Linked DNA regions of Sus scrofa: region 1 is linked to region 2. A link is a contact called in public HiChIP or PLAC-seq data. All regions are on one chromosome and are shown on one strand. The core of a region is the stretch at or near the end of the contact, and the rest is flanking DNA. Distances in the headings are between cores, read along the strand shown. Region 1 holds the start of PPARG (peroxisome proliferator activated receptor gamma). Region 2 holds the start of TIMP4 (metalloproteinase inhibitor 4).

The links. HiChIP or PLAC-seq counts read pairs in DNA pulled down with a chosen protein or histone mark.
Region 1: an H3K27ac HiChIP or PLAC-seq map of alveolar macrophages shows a contact between it and region 2. The contact joins the promoter of PPARG here to the promoter of TIMP4 in region 2. A contact is called at or near these places in 2 of 2 datasets of contacts at active chromatin or transcription factors (alveolar macrophages and skeletal muscle).

Annotation. Positions count from the first base shown.
Region 1 is chr13:68,361,405-68,365,339 of Sscrofa11.1, forward strand. PPARG (peroxisome proliferator activated receptor gamma) reads left to right here and starts at 2,597. Exons shown (of 7, transcript NM_214379.1): 1 at 2,597-2,691. The coding sequence starts at 2,613.
Region 2 is chr13:68,189,089-68,192,660 of Sscrofa11.1, forward strand. It overlaps TIMP4 (metalloproteinase inhibitor 4), which reads right to left and starts at 2,111. Exons shown (of 5, transcript XM_021069344.1): 1 at 1,624-2,111. The coding sequence starts at 1,762. All of the region lies in intron 6 of SYN2 (synapsin-2), which reads left to right.

The DNA.
Region 1 (3,935 bases), core at 1,347-3,846, 170 kb after region 2:
ACCCAGATTCAAGTTCTAGCTCTGCGTTTTCTCATCTTATTAATAGAGTGTTAGACCGTAAAGGGCTTCTCTCACCCGAAAGTGGTATCATTCAGCCAGCTTTATCATTCTTATAATCCAGCATCATCTTAAGGACATTTTAATAAACTTGTTTCTTTTTTTTTTTTTTTATGTTGGAAAGACTTAAGGATCAGAAGGCAGGAATGAGGTGATGATAGGGATTTGGGTGGGAGAGTGACACTTAATCAGAGAAAATCTGAAATGTGCCTTCCAGATTCAAACACATCTTGGGACACGAGCAGGAGTATCTGCAGCCCGAATGGGACTTAAATTTTTGTTCTGTTTTATTAAGAAGAAGGGAAGTGTTCTTGGCATTAGTAATTATTTTTTATCTCTCATCAATTCAACCTAGAATTTTGGATTAATCACATCTTTATTTTATTTTATTTTTGTGTTTTCTATGGAGGTTCCCAGGCTAGGGGTCTAATTGGAGCTGTAGCCACTGGCCCATGCCACAATCACAGCAACACGGGATCCGAGACGAGTCTGCAATCTACACTACAGCTCACGGCAACACCGAATCCTTAACCCACTGAGCAAGGCCAGGGATCGAACCCACAACCTCATGGTACCTAGTCAGACTCGTTAACCACTGAGCCACGAGGGAACTCCCCTAATCACATCTTTAAATTGTATTATCTGTACCTGTAATCTAAGGCCATCTGCCATTGAGAGGAAAGGAGAAATCAGGTTGAATGGAGAGAAAACTCATTCTACACAAACTGTAATTTCCTAGTCATTTGGACTGTCAGGAAACTTGTTTTAATTTGAATTACCTTAAAAAGGGATTTTTGGGTTTTTAAAGGCTTATCCACGATGTAATTGCCCAATTCTCCACTTTATCCTATGCTGTTGAGACACAGTAAGGGTTCTTCCCACCAGGCTGTTGCTCCATGACTGGTGAGGAAGCTTTTGCTGGTTCCTTGCAGGGTGGCTAGTTACTCGATGTAGATGAATCAGATATGTATTTATTCCATTTTGGGAATACTTGGATCAGTGTAATTCAGAGATTTACTGCTCATCTGATATACTGTCCTATGTGGGGGCATCTTTTTAAAGCCACAAGTTGCTGCAGTTCTGAGACCACTTATGTGACAAGAGGAGACCTGCTCCCACATTGAGGTCTGGCACAGCTTGTGTTTCTCTTTGCCAAAAAGGGCAAAGGCCTTGAGCAAGAAGCCAGCATTTTCCTAATTACAAAACTGACCACAATTCCTCGCCAACCTATCAGTATAAATCCTTTTTTTTTTTTTCTGGTAATGCATTATTCCTGTCAGGGAGAACTCCACATTTTTCATTATGATCTGGAATTTATGCTTAAACATTAACCAATGTTCAGGCATCAGCTGATGCAGTATTGCTGCATATGCTATAATTGGATAAACTTCATAATTAAATTTTTGAAAGCAGACTCTGATATGTAAAATCTAAACTGTATCAAGCCCTCTCTATGTCCAGTCTCTCAACTCTTTAATTGTATGGCATTTAGATAGCTGTCAGTATCATTTTTTACATACTTTACAAAGTAGTAGAATAAATACCTTAGAACAGAATATTTCAGTAGCTGATAGCAAATTTTAAACTATGAACACATGCTTGAATTCAGAAGTCTTCTTCAGATATCAGATAATGGGCAGACAGAAAAAAAAAAAAACTGTGTGCAAGTTGGTTTATCCGGTATTTCTTTTTAAAGAAATTTTTAAATTATAGTTGATTTACAATGTTGTTCCAGTTTCTGCTGTACAGCAAAGTGACCCAGTCATACACCTATATACATTCTTATATTATCTTCCATCATGTTCTATCCTAAGAAATTGGATATAGTTGCTGTACAACAGGACCTCATTGCTTATCCATTTAAATGTAATAGTTTGCATCTTAACCCCAAACTCTCAGTCCATCCCACTCCCTTTGTCTATTTCATAACTCAGGGATGTAAACTTTTCAATTAAGAAGCAATTGTGAGTTCCTGCTGTGGCTCGGTGGGTTAAGAACCCAACTAGTATCCATGAGGATCCGGGTTCAATCCTTGGTCTCACTTAGTAGGTTAAGGATCCAGCATTGCTGTGGCTGTGGTGTAGGCTGGCAGCTGTAGCTCTGATTCGACCCCTATCCTTAGAACTTCCATATGCTGCAGGTACAGCCCTGAAAAGACACAAAAAAGAAGCAAGTGGATGTTGAGCAGTCTCTTTGAGAGTTCTGAACACTGCACTGCTTGTGCCCCTCACAAGACACTGAACATGTGGGTCACTGGCGAGACAGTGTGGCAATGTATTCCTTGTAATGTACCAAGTCTTGCCAAAGCAGTGAACAATATTATGACACAACGTTTTGTCACAGCTGGCCCCTAACAGGAGTGTGCCAGCCAGTTCAGCCCTGGTCCTGTGGGAGTTGATTCCCACCTCTCCAGTATTTGGAAACTGATGTCCTGACTCATTGGTGCCTTCACCAGTTCTACAACCAGGAATCTTTTCCCTTTAATGGATTGGCCTTTTGCAAGAAATAGACAAAATATCAGTGTGAATGACAGCAAACCCCTATTCCATGCTGTCATGGGTGAAACTCTGGGAGATTCTCTTATTGACCCAGAAAGCGATGCCTTCGACACGCTGTCTGCAAACATTTCACAAGGTAAAGTCGGTCCAGATACGGCTACTGGGCACTTCGGGTGTTTTGGAAGGGTACAGTTGTTCTTGTAGCTTGTTTTCCAAGTTTTATTTGTTCTGATTCTATGATGTGTATGTTTCAGTCTCTTGCTGCTCTGTGTTCACTTATGCGTATATTCAGATCTTTAAAAAAAGAAACCTAATCTAATCCCTATTTTATCTGGGCACATGACTCCTGTGTCCTGAATTTTAAGCAACCAAAGTATATATTTTAAAATTTTTATTCATTTTTATTTTCTGAGTTTGCATTTTCCCCAAAACACCTAAGGTCTTTTTTTTAGAATACCTGGGGGGTCACTTTTTTCCTTTTAGCTTTACATGTCACGTGTCTCTCAGCACAGTTTTTCTCTCTCTCCTGGGATTTATTCCTCTTAAAGTGTCTTAGCACGTTTTTGTTCTACTTTGAAATCTAGATAATTGCGTATGCCTTGTATCTCTCCCAAAGAATCATAACTTCCAGAGTGGAAGACCACATTGTATTTTCCTTGTATTTGTTAGGATTACAGAGCATAGCACCTTAGGCTTTGTAGAACAGAGTGCACGGACCTTGGCGAAGGCCTCTTCTAAGCATCTCATTTTACAGATGGAGAAAATGAGGCCCCAAAATGCCTGTGGCAGGCTAAATAAATGATTATTCCTTTTACTCAGATATAAAAGATTCAAACAGATAACCTCATTTTCAGCATATCTTTCTCGGCCATTGCAAAATTATATTCTTTATTTCTACAGCTCCTTCTACTGGAGTGTCTTAGCACAGCTGCTTCTGCTTTATACTGTTTCGCATTTGTTTCTGTATTTCCATTTTTTTTCTCTTCTCAAAGATGCCACATAAAAATAGATTGTGTTAACTAGTCTGATTCCTATTTTATACTTTAAGTGCTTAAGCGTTAAAATTAAGTTCCTTAATTATTGAAATGGATGGCTTTACATTTTAATGTTTTAATTTTTCTGGAAGCCTAAAGTTTGAACATATTAATCACAGATTTTTTAAATATCAAGATTTGAAAATTATGAAAAAATATTTCCTGAAATAGCATTTCATTTTATTATGATGACTAGACTCAATGCATATTTGTATGGGAGTTTTGTTTCATTGTATTATATAAAAGTCTATTATTCTGTTTTTCTACAAGTCTGCTTTCTCTAGTTATTAATTTAGGCTGCATCAGGGCAGAATGTCCTAACTATACTGTAAAATTATTCTTGAGT
Region 2 (3,572 bases), core at 861-3,360:
AAACTCCTCTGTTGCTGAAAGTTTCAAACCTCTCAGGCCTATTAGGTCCTCCAGTCTCTACACTTCACCTGCTGGTCTGGGGAGTCTAGCTCTCCTCAGCCCCAGGAGCAGTGGGGTGGAGGTGAGTGGCAGGCAGAGGAGGCAGGAGGAGCCACTGGAAGGGCCTGTGAGTTGCATCCACAGGGCTCCCCCAGAACCTGTTGCACCCCTTTCCCCTGGCTTTATGAGCCTGAGGCCTCAGAGAGAGATGGCCCAGAGCTGATATTAGTCAATGTTTATTGAGTTAATAAATATTCTGACTCTCCATAGAGGTAGTTCATCTCTTGCCATTTGGGCATTAATCAAAACCCTTAAGTTCTTCCTCTGTGCCTGGCCTAACACTAGGTACTAAGCCACAAACACGGTTAGGACAGGGTCCCCATCCTGCAGAACTCTTGGTCTAGTGGAGAACACACTTATAAAGACCAACAGGGAGTTCCCATTGTGGTGCAGTGGTTAACGAATCTGACTAGGAACCATGAGGTTGTGGGTTCGATCTCTGGCCTTGCTCAGTGGGTTAAGGATCTGGCATTGCCTTGAGCTGTGGTGTAGGTTGCAGACGTGGCTTGGATCCCACGTTGCTGTGGCTCTGGCATAGGCCAGTAGCTTCAGCTCCGATTAGACCCCTAGCCTGGGAACCTCCATATGCCTCGGGAAACGGCCCTAGAAAAGGCAAAAAAAAAAAAAAAAAAGACCAACAGCACAGGATGGAAGGAGCACAGAAATGTTAAGAGGCGCTGTGGAAGCAACAAGGAGGCAGGAAACCTTCAGAGAAGAGATACTGAGAAAGATCTTGAAGGATAAATAGGAGTTTGCTAGGAATTTTTGTTGTTGTTGTTGTTTGTTTTTTAGTGCTGCACCCTCCGGATATGGAGGTTCCCAGGCTAGGGGTCTAATCAGAGCTGTTGCTGTCGACCTATGCCAGAGCCACAGCAACGCCACATCCGAGCCACGACTGGGACCTACATACACCACAGCTCACGGCAATACCAGATCCTTAACCCGCTGAGCAAGGCCAGGGATCCAACCCGAAATCTCATCGTTCCTAGTTGGATTCGTTTCCGCTGTGCCACGATGGAAACTCCGTGAGTTTGCTAGGAATTTAAGGGTTTCAAGGAAGGGCATTCCAGGCGGAGGGAGGGAGAGAAAGGGCAAAAGGTGTGTGTTGGGGTGGGGGCATGGTGGCACCCTCAGTTATAGGTTTGGACACAGAGGGGTGTTTATAACGAAAGACCCCACCTCCCGCCCCACTTCTGGCTTCCCCTCCCCCCATCCAGTAGATCAGAATAATCACTAATAGTCCCAGTAGCTTGCTCAATGACACCCCATAGTTACAGTAGGCAGGTTAGAGGGGATCTCTGTGGCGGCCCTTGGCAGTCTATTCCCTTGCTAGTCAGCCTGTCTCTGCGCTTGCAAGGTTGCTATGGTGCCGGCCCCGCCCGACCCATTAGCCTCTGCAGGCGGCAACGGGTGCGGCGATTTGAGCTCCTCCCTTTCCCTCCAGACTCAAGGTCTCCAGCTCCGGCCCACATAGATCCCACACAACCACCCCCAGCTGGGATCTCCAGGCTCCCCGGGACTCACCAAGCGCCGAGTGGCAGACGTGCTGCTGGGGGTGCGCGGGGGCGCAGCTGCACGCTTCACTCAGCCCCGGCGGCCGAAGCAGTGCCAGCAACCGCAGCAACAGCGCCCAGCTCGGCGCGGTCCGGGGGCTCCGGGGCATGACACTGCAGAGACCCAACTGAGCCTGTGGGGTCGGTCGGACCAAACAGCCCCTCCAGAGCTCTTCCAGAACGCGTCGCGCCCCTTGCCCCTGGCTTTATGAGGTGGACCTAGGGCCAATCCCGCCCCATTTGCTCCGCCCTCTTTTGGCTGTAGGCCATCCGGGCTTCGGGCTCTCGGCCCTCCTGGCGGGCAGGTTCAGTAAGATGAGGGATGCAAGGAGAGAGTCCCCTACCTGTGTTTCCTGCCTGAGCTTTCTATAAGTAGAGGGATGGCACTGGGAAAGGGGGTGGTTTCAGGGCAGAAGATAGCACAGCAAAACAAAGGCGAACAGGGGCAAAGACACAAGGGACTGTGATTCAGGCAAAAAGAACAAGAGTTCGGAGAGGCACAAAGAGGGAGACAGGCAGAGTCAGAGAGAGGCAGACGGAATTACAACAGGCAAAAGAGACAGTGACAGAGGAGGACAGACCCCTTGCGGAGCTGCACACTGGGAATGAGACAAGCTACTCAGGGCTTCTTTCAGCTGCAGGAAGTGTTTTCAATGCCCTATTTATGAGGCTCCAAAGCAACAGCAAACAGTAATGGAATGGGACAGAGAAAGTTGGGGGGGGGGCGATGTGTGTCTTGGCTCTGTCCACTGGTGGGTGGGGAGAGATAGCCCAGAAAGCAGCCAGTGCTTTAGAAACCCTTTCCCTTTCCCGTACCCAGCCTCAGACTCTGCACATAGCTGAGGACAGCACTCTTGGCGGGGGCTCAGAGCACAGGGTATCCTATCACTTAGGGCAAACCGAGCCCTCAAAGCCCTCTCCAGATCCTAGGCTACACTGATCCCTACCTCAGGTCCCCACTCAGCCAAGAGACTAAGTCTTGTTATAGAGGGTAGGGCAGCTTAGAAAGCAAAGAAGCACGGAGCCTGCAGCCATCTGACTAGAACCTTGTCCACTGTTTGACATACAGCATAGTGCTCCAAGGCTTCATATAGAAAGAAACCTATGGGATTATTATTGTGGAATGTTTCCACACAGCAGTCCTTCAGAAGGTAGGAAGCTGGGTACTGAATCTATCACCAGGTAGCTTTGCAGTTTGTGTTTGTTCGTTTGTTTTTGTCTTTTCTAGGCCACACCCACGGCATATGGAGGTTCCCTGGCTAGGGGTCTGATTAGAGCTGTAGCCATTGGCCTACGTCAGCGCCACAGCAACGTCAGATCTGCGCTGCATCTGTGACCTACACCACATCTCACGGCAATGCCAGATCCTTAACCCACTGAGCATTGAGGCCAGGGATTGAACCCACATCCTCATGGATACTAGTCAGGTTCGCTAACCACTGAGCCACAATGGGAACTCCTAGCTTTGAATCTTTTGCCTGAGCCACACTGTTTTTTCCATAAAGTAGGGTTGAACTACGAGGCCCTTTGAAACTGAACTGGCCTCAGTCAGAAATACTGAAATCCTCAGGTCAGGTACTCCCTGTATCTGGTCACCCTTAGGATTCCCATGGAATCTGACTTATCATCAGAATCAACATTATTTCCTATGAAAGATGTCTTTTCATTTCAATGTGGTGATGTTGGAAAAGAAGGAAACTGAAAGAGCTGAGCCTGACTGAGAAGGATGAGATTTGGTGTCTAGGTTTGGTTCTTCATACAACACCCAAACCAAAATAGAGTCTGATGTGTTAGCAGATGGGATCTCAGAAACATCCAGTCTAGACTCTTCCTTGGGCAGATGTGAAGGCTGAGGCTTGCAGGACTTGCAGAGAGGACTGGAATGCAAGGCAAGACTCCTGACGCCTAGCGTAGTGCTCC